Regions from separate parts of the Mus musculus genome. Here all the other regions are linked to region 1. The links are chromatin contacts, called in public HiChIP or PLAC-seq and Micro-C maps. All regions are on one chromosome and are shown on one strand. Each heading gives the region's core, a stretch centred on a gene start, on an enhancer-like site or on the middle of the called end of the contact. The rest is flanking DNA. Distances are from core to core; before and after follow the strand shown. Region 1 holds the start of Tppp (tubulin polymerization promoting protein). Region 2 holds the start of Slc12a7 (solute carrier family 12, member 7). Region 3 overlaps Slc9a3 (solute carrier family 9 (sodium/hydrogen exchanger), member 3).

Region 1 (4,006 bases), core at 920-3,419:
GTCTGCAGCATTCAAATCTCCTGGAGCCTAAACCTGTATATGGTGGTCTGCCTAGGTTATGTGCTCTGATACTGCAGGGGTCATGTGGACACAGACTCCTGGATATAGGATCCACTGGGATAATCTAAGACAAGCTCCCATCTGAAAGTAGCAACAATAATTTCAAATGCAGACACCCTCATGGACTTTTTGTGGTCCTGGATCTCCAAACAGGAAAAGAAGCCTTTTCCCCCCCGAACTATGTCCCCAGACCAAGACCCTGTTTACATGTAAGGTCATATTTTGAGGTTCCAAATGTAGTGAATTTGGAGGGCCACCATCACCCCAGCAGAGGTGTTTTGCTGGGTCACTATGAGGGATGCTCACCAGAGGCACATCCATTGGATTTGGTGCAGGTCTCCTATACAGATTGTCGCAGGTAAGAGCCTTGAAACTTCAGCAGCTGTCATGCTGCAGGAGGGTCAGGTCAGAAGCCATGATCCGAACCCGTCAAGCTGACATCTTGGACTATGGTTGTTAACAGCCGGGCCTCTAGAACTTTATTATATTGATACAAGTCTTCCTGTATTTAATCCCCAGAACCCACATTAGGCATCCCACAATTACCTGTAATTCCAGCTCTAAGAAATCTAACTTACCCATCTGGTTTCCGAGGGCACCCAGCATGCAAATGGCGCACATACTTTCAAACAGGCATATGCACACACAATAAATAAAAATAAAATTTAACGATAAAGTCACCATTTCGAAACATGCTAATAGAAACATAAACATGTATTTCAGCTTTCAGAACTTCATTTACATTGTTGATTTTCAGAGAATGGGAGGTTTCTTAGTTAGGGTTTTACTGCTGTGAACAGACACCATGACCAAGGCAAATCTTATAAAGGACACATTTAATTGGGGTTGGTTTACAGGTTCTGAGGTTCAGTCCATTATCATCAAGGTGGGAGCATGGCAGCATCCAGGCAGGCATGGTGCAAGAGGAGCTGAGAGTTCTACATCTTCATCTGAAGGCTGCTACTCACTTCCAGGCAGCTAGGGTGAGGGTCTTAAGTCCATGCCCACAGTGACACACCTACTCCAACCAGGTCACACCTACTCCAACAAGGCCACACCTCCAAATAGTGCCACTTCTTGGGCCAAGCATATACAAACCATCACAGCAGGACTTGGGGCTTTGTGGGACATAAGGCAAGTGGCCAAGCCAAGACCCTATAAAAAAGGAGAGAGTCTGGGTCTGGTTCTCCATTCCTTATAGTCCCACAGTCCTGAACTCACATGGCTTCCATGGTGAGTGGGAATTCTCGGGAGAGCAAGAATTAGAAGTAACTTTTTAGTCATTTTTGAGTAGCCGAAGAAAGCAGAGAGTCCGGGGGATCTGAGGGTCAGAGACTACCATGGGGAGGGGTAATTTGCTCCAAGTGCTCAGGTGGGCCCCATTTCTGAAGTTTCAAAACAAGGTTTCCTCAAGCATGAGTTAATTTGTCAGACACTCAGAAAATTCCCCAACACACACTCACTCACACACACACACACACACACACACACACACACACACACACTTACTCAGTGGGTGACTTGGTTAGAGTCTGAGACAGAACCTGGAGGACTGAAGAGTCTATTGAACCAAATCTTCCAGCCCCATTGCCTCCTTGCTAACCCCATAATCTTCTTCAGAGCCACCAGTGCGACCCTGACCTCACCACAGAGTCAGCGGGGTGGAGATCCCGTGGCAAGCGTCCCTAGAAGGAAGGAAAATCAGCAGAGACTCTAAGGATCCTTTTCGTGCAGGTAACCCGAGTGGCCAGCATCTCACCACGCACATCAAGCTCTCCAGGCAGGTAGGGATCAGCAACGGGTTGTGCGCAGTGTAGTCTGCGACTGCGCCACCAGCCTCAGCTTCCCTACTTGCGACTGGCCGCACGCCCGGGGCCCCAGGGCCAGGTGTGCCCTAGTCGCTCTTCCCCAACCTCAGCCCGGTTCCCACGCTCCACAGCTCCACAGCGACCGCACCCTGGGTCGAGCGGCGTCCATAGGCTGGCTGTGCCTGTGGCAGCCTTGTAAGGCAGTGGCTGCCTCGGGTGTCAGTGCGCTGCGCTCCTGCTGGGAGGGGCCTTAGTGCGCGCCTAGGCGGAGCGGGAGGAGGAGGGGCATGTGGGCGGTGCCGGAGGGCGGGGCCCGGCGGACAGCTCTGAGAGCTCGGCGCCCCTGGGCGCGCGTCTAGTCGCTGAGGCGCAGCAGTGGACGCGTTTTGGAGGTAAGCTTGCGCTGGGCGCTGTCCGTGGTCCGAGGCGCGGTTCTGGGGCCAAGGCTCGGGACCCCTCCGGTCCGTGAGGCTGGCCACCTGTCACTCTCTGCAGTGGCTAGATCAGGTCTAGTTGCTGAAGCAACTAGTTCCTTTGAGATCTCAGAGCAGTGGTGTCAAGAATGGGTATGCGTTTACACTGAGCCAGGCGCATTGCGTCGGCACTTGATACGGTGGACAGAAAACACCCCACGGCTCCCCACCAGACCAAGGTGCCAGGCCTCGTGCCAGCGACCCGGGTCGCTGCTCGTGGAACCTGGTGGAAAACGGGGTAAAGAGAAGCCACCGCCCGGAGCTGTGCATACCGGAGCTGGAGCTGCCGGGGGTTCATGGGTCCAGAATCCTGAGCGCGCGTTGCGTCCTGCAGGTGACAGCGCCAGTTCTCTATGTCACCCTCCTTTCGAGCCTGCATCTCTCATTCGAGATGGCGAGGGTTTTGTCAGGGTCGCATGTTGAATGCCCACGTTTGCGCGAAGGAGAGGGAGGACTCGACCCTTGCTCGGCGGTTTCGGTTATGTAAACGAGGCCTTGAACTAGGTGAGGAAGACGAGTAGTACCCTTTGTGGCGCAGCTTTGGACAGGCTGTGTCCTGGTGATTGGTCCTGTGCGTGTCCTGGGGCGAATGGAGGCGTTCGGCCCAGAGCCCACTTGCGTATCTGGGCTCCCTTGGCCGTGTAGGTGGCTTTCTTAGGCGGCGCGAGCTCTCCACGACTGGAGCAATGTTGTGTGTGTTTGGGGGAGCGGGGGAGAGTTGGGTGGGGGGCGCGAAACCCTGCTTGTCTTTAGCTGGATTCTCTGGCGGCCGGCTGCTGTTTCTGCTCGCGTGCCAGCCCCTCTCCCGTCACGTGACCCTGAAGGACTGGCGAGGGGGAGGGGCACAATCTGAGCGTCTCTAAAGGACTCCTCTATTCAGAAAAGCTCCTGATTACCACCGGGACTCGCCATTAGAAAAGGTGCCCTATTCAAGTGGCGTATTTGAATAGACAGCTTTGAGAATCCCTGTCTTAACCGATGGTGAAGTGAGGGCGACCTGCGCAGCTGCACGTTTTCCTCTTGGTGCTCCTTGGGTCCGCCTTCTCCATTTCTTGAGGTTGTGGTACATGGCTATTTTAACTATCATCTAAGGTTTTGGAAATTTTTATAAGCATTAGAAAATTCCGTTTAAGAACACTGAAACCAGACATGAGGGGTGGAGGCTTGGGAGAAGTCTGCAGAATGGGGCCCTGCAGACAGCTCTGCTGAGCTTCAGGGAGGATGAGACCCAGCTTCCTCAGCAGGGCCTGCTGTCCTATTTATAGTGCACGACTGAAGGAGGAGCCTGTAGGAGGTGTGATTTCAGTTTTGCCAGGGAAGGGAACCTTACAGCCTTGTCCATCCCATCTCCCTCGCCCAGGAAGGCTGTGTGCCCAGAGACCCCCCATGCAGGAGAATGGAGCTTACCACTTCCTCCTGAAAGGAAGAGTTGGAGCTGCTCAGCCACAGCCAGGGTTCAGACATGGCTTCCAGTCCCTAACACCCTCATGGGGGCTCCTAGTGCCGATTCAACCTGGAAAGACCAGTTTCTTCATAGAGAAGGGTCACAGTGTTGCTACCTCAGCATTCTCTATTTATGGCCAGGACTTTTCCTGTCCACAGCATCTCCCTACCTATACCACCTCCCAATCAAAATAGCCCCACCCATGACAGTTCCACATATGA
Region 2 (4,006 bases), core at 530-3,029, 250 kb before region 1:
GACAGGCACATTTGTAAAAAGGACTATAGCTGGGCATGTCTGTACATGTATGTAATCCCAGTACTTGGGAGGTAGAGGCAGGAGGATCAAGAATTCAGTCATCTTTGGCTCTATATCAAAATTTGAGGCCAACCTGGGCTATGAGACCCTGTCTTTAAAAACAATAGAGGGGGAGGGCAGGGAAAGTGACTGGGGGCTATGGCTTTTTGTAAGATGTGTTGGGTATGATACCAGGGTCTCTGAAATGGTAGGAACCCTCTCCTACTGAGCCTAAGTTTCAAGTGTTTGCCAGTCTGGAGGGTGTTCTGAGGAGGAGAAGGTGGTCACTATTTCCACCTAAGGTCCAGCTGAGCAGGGGAAACAGGTGATAGCCCTTCCCTATTTGCTATGGATAGCTCCTGGAGGGAGGTGGGGTGACAGTATGATCTGAGCAAGTTGTGCCCTATCCCCCATAGGAGCTGGAAACTGTATAAGAGGCCATTCCTGAGTGGCCCATGTTTCCCCCAAGCTCCTTCCTGGCAGAGGGCAGAAAGCCGGCCATACTGGGTACAGTTGGGCTTTCCCAGAAATGGCTTTTCTGAGTTAGTTTCAAAATGTTTTATTCTCATCGGTAGGATATGCAAATCCCTTTAACTCCCGTATCTCAGCCTATCCCAGCGGTGTCACTGGTCCGGCAGCTGCCTTCCAGTCCGTGTCCCTGATTGAACTGGGCCAGGCCACCTGGCTGGCCCTGTTCCACAGGTTGTGAGCAGCTCTAGGCATATCACCTGTGTTTCTCTTTGACCATCTAAAACAGTTTTGGGTGACTTGTTGCACCTGGGGGCTATGGCTTTTTGTAGGATGTGTTGGGTATGATACCCTAACATTTTAGTTCCATTCTCTCTTGAAGAATATTTGTTTCCAGTTTTTCACCAGTCTTTCATTGAAAATGCACAAGGTCCTGAAATTCCGGAAGATCTGTGACTTCCACCATGTGGTGTTCTGGAACTCTTTGCTCGGATCTTCCTGTCACTACTACCTTCGGAATTTACCTGCCCTTGGAGCCAAAGGGAGGAACTGCCACCCTCCAAGTTTGGGCTGCAAGGGTTCCCCAGGTTGGATCGTGGAACACTCCTGCCAGCAGGTACAAAGAGTCTCGGGCTTGGCTGGCTAGGCCTGTCCCAGAGCCCAGTGACCTTCTTGGGTGGGATTACTTAACCCCAGGGTGCACAGCGTCCCCTGATTGGCCATTACTCCCTGGCCTAGGTTAGCAGCCTGACCTGGTCAGGGCCTGGGCCCAGATCACCAGCGTTGGTGGAGATGAGGAGCTGCAAACTGAGAGAAAGGAGCCATGACCTGTGGGGTGGTGGGAGAAGAGCCCCACGGGAGTTTGGAATGAGAATGGAAGAACTGAAGCTGTGGAAGTGGTGAATGACAGGCTCTTGGAGGGCGGGAGGGCTCTGAGCCTGTGTTGTGAGTAGGAATGGGAGGAGGACGCGGTCCTGCGGGGAGGAACTGGTGTCTCTTATGCTGAGGGAGGTCTGCATCTGTGGGCAGTTCATTCAGCGGTGGCCTCTAGGGGTTGGGTTTGTGCGTACCGAGTCCTTGAGGGTACAGGGCTCTGGCGGGGCAACCCTGAGACTGTGGCTACAGGGGCGGAGTTTTAAGGGGTGGAGCGTCTGGTGGGCGTGGTCGTTCCGGAAGCCTCCCGACCCCGCCCCGGGCAAACTTTTCCCGAGCCGTGGGGGCGGGCAGGTGAGGTCACGTGGCGGGCAAGGGCGGGCCGGGCGGACCCCGCCCCTACGCCGGAGTCCGGCGGCTGCTCTGGAGCAGCGTGTGGCTGCGAGGGACAGCAGAGTCTAACGGAGCCATGCCCACGAACTTTACGGTGGTGCCGGTGGAGGCGCGCGCCGACGGCGCCGGGGACGAAGCTGCTGAGCGCACGGAAGAACCCGAGTCTCCCGAGAGCGTGGATCAAACCTCCCCTACGCCGGGTGAGCTTGGCCGCACCTGCAACGGGACAAAGGCAGAGGCTGGGCCCTTCTGCTGCCGCTGGGCCGCTCTGACTCGTTGGTTGGCGGCGGCCCGCGCGGCGCGTAGCGGGGCGATGGGAAGGGGTCAGAAGGGCCAACTGGTATCTGCCTGGCTCGGAGGAGTGACCCGAGACCGGGAGAGGATTCTTGGGCTGGTGGTTTGTTGGCCCTGTTCGTTCAGTTTCTTGAATTCAGTGCTCTGCTCCTTGCTTGAGGCGCCCGCTGCATATCTCCCTGTTGGCCTGACTCAGTCAGCCCTGGGGGCGCGGTTCCCACCTCTCTGCATGGCCTGACTGGAGCATCGAGGCTGGAGCACCGGAAACTACTTGGTTTGGCAACTCTGACGGGACTAGGGAGGAGTTGCAGAGCTACTGGAGGTACCTATGGAACGGGAAGGCCCAGGTGTCTAGGTGGTACCTGGGAGAGCTGGAGGTACAGACCCCTGGATGGGTGATCTCACTGACGGACAGCTTCCTCTGGGCAAGCTTTCTTTTGCTCCAGGATGGCCCAGTGTGGTCAACCGATAAATCCGACTGGGATCCCAGATCTGCCTCCACTGACCTTGGACCAGCCAAACTTCCCTTGGGATCTTAGAGGAAGGACAGAGGCCCGTGTAAGCCTGGGGAGGGGGCTGCGCACTCTGAGCGCGGGCTTCTCTTTGCTGCTCTTTGTTCCTTGGATCCGGAGCTCTCTGGCACTTTCACTTTCCACGGGGTGGTGATGGGCCTGGGAATCTCTCTCCATCCTACTTCTCAGCACCCTCTCTGCTGATGGCAAGTCACCTTGAACTGACTGCTTCCTCCCTGTTCCAACTCTCTTCTAGACCTAGATCCTAATAGGCCCTAATAGGTGAGAGGACCCAGCACAGACCTACAGCTGCAGCTGGCCTTGCACCTACCCCAAGTTTTACATTGGAGGTTTGGGCTCCAGGTTCTGGGTCTGGAAGGAAAAGAGGGTGCAATCCTCAAGAGATGGACGGATCTTTTATATATGGCATCAGAGCTTTTGCTGCTCAGAATACAGGCAGTAGAAACTGCGCTTCCTCTAGTCCATACTTTTAGGAGCCTGCATTCATAGACTAGGAGTGCTGGCCCGGAAGTGGCCTAGCCCAGGTCCGCAGCCTGCCTGTCTCACTCTGTGACCCTCTCCATGAGATGCTGGACTGTCCAGCTTTCTCTGCACAGACAAAGCATTCTATGTCTCAGGGCTGCTGCCTGGCTAAACACATAAAATCAGTTGTAAGGTGGAGGCAGAATCTAGAAGTCCAAACTCAGTGTCCATCAGCCAGGGAAGTGTGAAGAGGGTCAGCAGCATCACAGAGACCCCCAGAGTAGAGCCCCCAAAGCCCTTCCTGGTGCCCAGTGGCCTGAGACAGACAATTCTACAATTCTGCAGATGTCCTATATGATTAGTGTCTCAGGCAGAGGTAATTTTCCTTTTGATTCATTTCTTGTTCCCTACAGTATCAGGACTCTCAAGTGGTGCCTGACGCCAGTCAGGGCTGAGGATTCAGCTTCTAGGAAGGGAAGTGACTGTCTGGCTTCCTGAAATTTGCACTGTTAACAAGAGGACAAGCATGCACTTTTAATTCCTTAGTTGTCTTGAGACGAGGTCTTATGCGGCCTTGAATTCAATCTGTAGCTGAAGATGACCTTGAACTCCTGACTGGAGCCTCTAGCAACTGCTTGTATTACAGTAGTGTGTTGCCACACCCACTTTTGTTATGTTTTGTTTTGTTTTTTAAATGAATTGCTGGTCAGGATTGAACCTGGGCTTGGTACTTTGCTAGGCAAATGCTCTACCAACTGAGCCACATCCTGAGTATGTGTGTTTTAATGATCCTTTCACGCTCCAAGCTGAACTTGAGTAACTTGGCTGGGCTTATATAGAACTTGCATTTTGGTGCTCTGTATACTTAATATTTCTATAATGATAATTTTGGAAACTTCAGCCGCTGTACCATGACAGGGATGACTTTGTTGTAGTCACAGTCT
Region 3 (4,006 bases), core at 378-2,877, 160 kb after region 1:
TCAGAGCATGAGGAGGCCACCAACTATGAAGAGATCAGTGGAGGCATTGAGTTTCTGGCCAGTGTCACCCAGGATGTAGCCTCTGACTCTGGGGCAGGTAAGATGGGAGAGACCAATGCGGGAGATATCCCTGCTGCCCTAAGCAAGCTTGGTCATTGAAGGAGGAGCTAGGCTTGAGGAGGCTTAGTATCAATCTTGGAGGTATAACCTCTTCTACCTAGATGTCTTCCCAGGGCAGATGGCAAGCATATCTGGAAGAACAGGCCAGACCTGAGAGAAGGGAGGTGTTGTTGAAACTGTCTAGGATTTTTGGGTCTCAAATGTGGAGGGAAGGTGTGGGATGAGGGTTAGATTTATAAGTTTGACTGTCAAGGTTACCCTGAAGGTGGTAGCCCCAAGAGAAGTTGACATAGTCACCCAGTACAGAGCCAATCCACCCAGCCTCCTAGTTCCCCTGAGAGCACGTATTTCTTTGAGGTTGACCAGCTGCCCTTTCTCTTAGGAATTGATAATCCCGTGTTCTCCCCTGATGAGGATCTGGACCCAAGCATCCTATCCAGGGTGCCACCCTGGCTGTCCCCTGGGGAGACCGTGGTGCCCTCCCAGAGGGCCCGTGTTCAGATTCCAAACTCTCCCAGCAACTTCCGCCGCCTGACACCATTCCGCCTCAGCAACAAATCCGTGGATTCCTTCCTGCAGGCTGATGGCCACGAGGAACAGCTCCAACCGGCTGCCCCCGAGTCCACACACATGTAACTGCTTTCCTCCTCTAACGCGTTCTTTCTTCCCAGCTGTTGCCGTCAGGTGTACCTGCACTTTTTCAGACTTTGCAGCAGCTGTCTTCACTCTGCAAACCCTGTCTTGGTCATCTGTCCAGCTGTATATTTCTTAGAACCTGCTTGTCCACAGAGCTCTTCCACCTGCTCTTTGCTTCTGTCTCTCGGCTTGCCCCCGCTTCCACCCTTTTCGACAGGGTTTCCCTGAGCAGCTCTGGCTGCTGGAACTTAGCTATGAAAACCAGGCTGCCTTTGCCTCCTGAGTGCTGGAATTAAAGATCTGGCTCTTTGAAAGAGCCTTATGTGCCTTGAGGCTTGTGATAGGTTTTTAGGGTAGAGCAGTAGTACCCAGGGATGGGTGTGGCACTGCTACCCCTTGTGGAGGGGGCTGCTATCAATGGCAGGGTTTGAAAGTGTCAGAATATGGGGAGTGAGCCAGATCTGCTCAGTGCATAGCTGCCTAGGAAGGTTCAGAGACACCGGCTGGAACTCCTCCTAACTCTGCAGTAGTGCACAGCAGAAAATGCCCCCATTTGGTGTGGAAGGTTAGGGGTCTTTCTTTGCACTTGAGCCTGAGGTACCCTTTCCATGGTCAGGCACCTAATTTTGGGCAAGCCATGGAGGAACAGCAAACTCAGGGGGAAGGGAATCTTGGACTGAGTACAGGCTTCTGGAGGTCAGTGTTGATCTGGACTGAGAGCCACTCACACTCCTGTTTTCCCACAGGTGACACGGGCTCTGGCACATCGCTTACTGGACGCTTGTCTCGTCAGCCATCTGCTGCTTCCCAGCAGTCTTTGCTCCCCGCAGGGCTCGCCCACCCACGCGCCCCAAGCCCCGCCCCATCTGAGCGCACCTCGACTGTCACTTTTGCCTCTGGTGATCCCGGGACAGAGCCAGAGCACCGGGCCCCACCCAGTGCACATGCTCGGTCGGCAGCTGCACGCCGGGTACACAGTAGGCGCTCATTCCAAAGGCCTCGCCCGCGCCGACGACCAGCTCTGCTAAAACTCGCTTCTCTTCCGGGCTCTATAGAACTGCCACTGCACGCTCTGGAGCAAGAAGAGACGCCACTGTAATTGCTGCCTGGCCAGGGGCCCAGCTCAGAGGGTCTCCTTCAGTGGCCCCTCCCCAACCAGCTAGTGTTCTTAGGGTCCAATGCACCCTGGGAGTCTTAATGCATAGCCTAGCCCTAGGAAGAATCCATCTGGTGTCCCCAGGATACCACACTGCCTCCTGCCATCTTCTTGCCCTGGTTCAGATCCTAGGGCTCTGTGGTGCTGCCTCCCCACCCCTACCCTGAGGCTAGAGCCCTTGTTAGTGTTTGCCACCCTTACTCTGAGGAGGAGGAAGATCCCTGAGCGGCTTGTGGTGGACTTAAATCACTGCTGGTACAAAAGAAGGTCTCAAAAATTAAGATGTGTAGAAGTGGCACTGCCCAGATCAACCTCATTCTAAATAGGTAGCAGGTCCTATGCATCCCCAGAAATATACACCCCGAGGCCCTATCTGACCCCCTTCCAAGTTAGTTCTCCAGACTGCCCTAGACCTTGTGATTAACTGCAGAAATATTTGGCTCTTCTAGCTCAGACTTTCCCTGCCTGGCCCCTCCCAGCCTGGTCCTTGCCATCACAAACAAGGTGTCTGGCCTGAGCTATGCCTAAGTTGGGAACACTGCAGATGGCCAGGCAGGCTGAGCTAGGGCGCTAGTAGTGGTTCACTAGAAACCTTGGTCAAAATTATAGCCAGCTCTCTGGTATCAATCAAAGGCAGGGAAGACCTGGGGCATAGAGGGGCTCTACATCACTCAAGAGTAGGGGAATGTAGGAACCCACTCTCTGGGCAATTTGTTCTGCCCCCAGATCTTCAGGGACTCTGCCTTAGAACATTGGCCCTCTGTAGGGGTAAGAGGCTGGGCCATCATCCCTTATCACTTTTCCTCAGAAGTCCAGTATTGAAGAGTCACCTGAGTTTTGCTTCCAACTCACTGGAAACTTGGCCTGTACCACAGGGTATCACTTAAGGGAGATCGAGATGAGTCTAAAGGTGGACTTAAGGACTTCCTGGAGACTTCTGAAACAAAGCACTCAGGTTTCTGCTCAGGAAACTAAATACCATGTCTCAGGAACAAGGCTGACAGTCACCTTCAGAGGAGTCCCAGGAAGGTCCATCAACTTATATTAATGCTGCAGTTGATTCATGGATAGGAAGAGAGCTGAGAGAAGTGAATGAAAACAAAGCAAGTTCGCTCAACATACTGCATTGTGCTTCAGAGTGCCGTTCCCCAACGGAACCTGTCAGTATGCTGTTGACTGGCTAGCTCAGACTCGGCCATCAGGGAGATGCTCAGCACCTGACTTCCACAGCCCTGAAGCATTTGTCCATTTCTGAAGTCCAGCCACCATACAATGCTGGGATCCGGAATTTCACCAGATTATTTGGAGCTGCCATTTAGAGTACCTCCTAGGCACGGTGTACCTGGCTACTGTACCAGGGGTGTTCTGCGAGGCATCTCTCAGCCCCTGCTCTGCAGACAAGTTTCTCATACCTTCCTGTGCCAGGACACTGCCTTAACACCTCACCTGATCTGCTGGACATGGGGTCCAATTCCCACTGCAGAATTAGAAGCCAAATGTGATGAGACAGGCTTCGGCAACTGTCACCTTGCACCAGTACCCAGAGATACCAAAGCTAGCAGCTGGGTGATCAATCTGTGGAACTCTTTGACACTCTGTCCATATTTTAGCTGTGCACAGGCCATGTCCTTTGAGCGTGTGAACCACACCATTGGGCATAGCCATATGGAATCAGAGTCTTGACAAGAAAGCCTCATTCACAAAACCCCACTTCCTGTGCTTAAATGACACAGTGGCCACATCTCATAGTTGAGGACCCTCTTGTTCTTGTCATTGTTGTACAATAGAATGTAAAATCCTATGAATGTATTTCCTTAGGAAAACTGTTGTAAAAGGTTTTTTTTATTAGAAGAGAATTTCTATTTATTTAATACTGAACTCAGACCTGCTTTGTGGTACTACAAAGTATACAAATTTAGGAAATTTGTATTTCCACTTCTGTATTTTCTTGAAAATAATTTTATTACAGTGTTCAATATACTATGTATTACTAATCTTTTTATGAAAGGAAATTTAAAGGACTTCATCAAAACTAGAAATATATTTTGAATGGTTAAAATTGTGTATTAATGTGAACATAGTCATAGTTGAGCT

What was found. A called contact is a pair of places that touch in the nucleus more often than the background predicts. HiChIP or PLAC-seq counts read pairs in DNA pulled down with a chosen protein or histone mark.
Region 2: a Micro-C map of embryonic stem cells shows a contact between it and region 1, with 4 times the contacts expected there. The contact joins the promoter of Slc12a7 here to the promoter of Tppp in region 1. A contact is called at or near these places in 2 of 39 promoter capture datasets (the C10 cell line and maxillary cranial neural crest), 4 of 484 Hi-C or Micro-C datasets (LSK cells and embryonic stem cells) and 2 of 115 datasets of contacts at active chromatin or transcription factors (embryonic stem cells and pancreatic cancer cells).
Region 3: a contact with region 1 is called in an H3K4me3 HiChIP or PLAC-seq map of forebrain, with 3 times the contacts expected there. The contact joins the enhancer-like site here to the promoter of Tppp in region 1. A contact is called at or near these places in 1 of 39 promoter capture datasets (hippocampal neurons), 5 of 115 datasets of contacts at active chromatin or transcription factors (bone marrow-derived macrophages, double positive thymocytes, embryonic stem cells and 1 more) and 2 of 9 other capture datasets (adipose tissue and liver).

What each region holds. Positions count from the first base shown.
Region 1 is chr13:74,007,250-74,011,255 of GRCm38.p6, forward strand. Tppp (tubulin polymerization promoting protein) reads left to right here and starts at 2,170. Exons shown (of 4, transcript NM_182839.2): 1 at 2,170-2,260. Gm15912 (predicted gene 15912) reads right to left here and starts at 2,105. Exons shown (of 3, transcript NR_168519.1): 1 at 1,827-2,105; 2 at 1,570-1,745; 3 at 880-1,215.
Region 2 is chr13:73,761,918-73,765,923 of GRCm38.p6, forward strand. It overlaps Slc12a7 (solute carrier family 12, member 7), which reads left to right and starts at 1,780. Exons shown (of 24, transcript NM_011390.2): 1 at 1,780-1,973. The coding sequence starts at 1,850.
Region 3 is chr13:74,165,309-74,169,314 of GRCm38.p6, forward strand. Slc9a3 (solute carrier family 9 (sodium/hydrogen exchanger), member 3) reads left to right here. Exons shown (of 16, transcript NM_001081060.2): 15 at 1-97; 16 at 503-4,006. The coding sequence ends at 756. Among named protein-coding and RNA genes, the nearest start is that of Exoc3, 41 kb to the right of the region's middle. Within about 2 kb of position 1,628, at least 167 of the 459 cell types and tissues checked have an H3K27ac peak or open chromatin away from gene starts, as enhancers often do. A contact at or near this core is called in adipose tissue, bone marrow-derived macrophages, forebrain and 2 more, where this site is marked.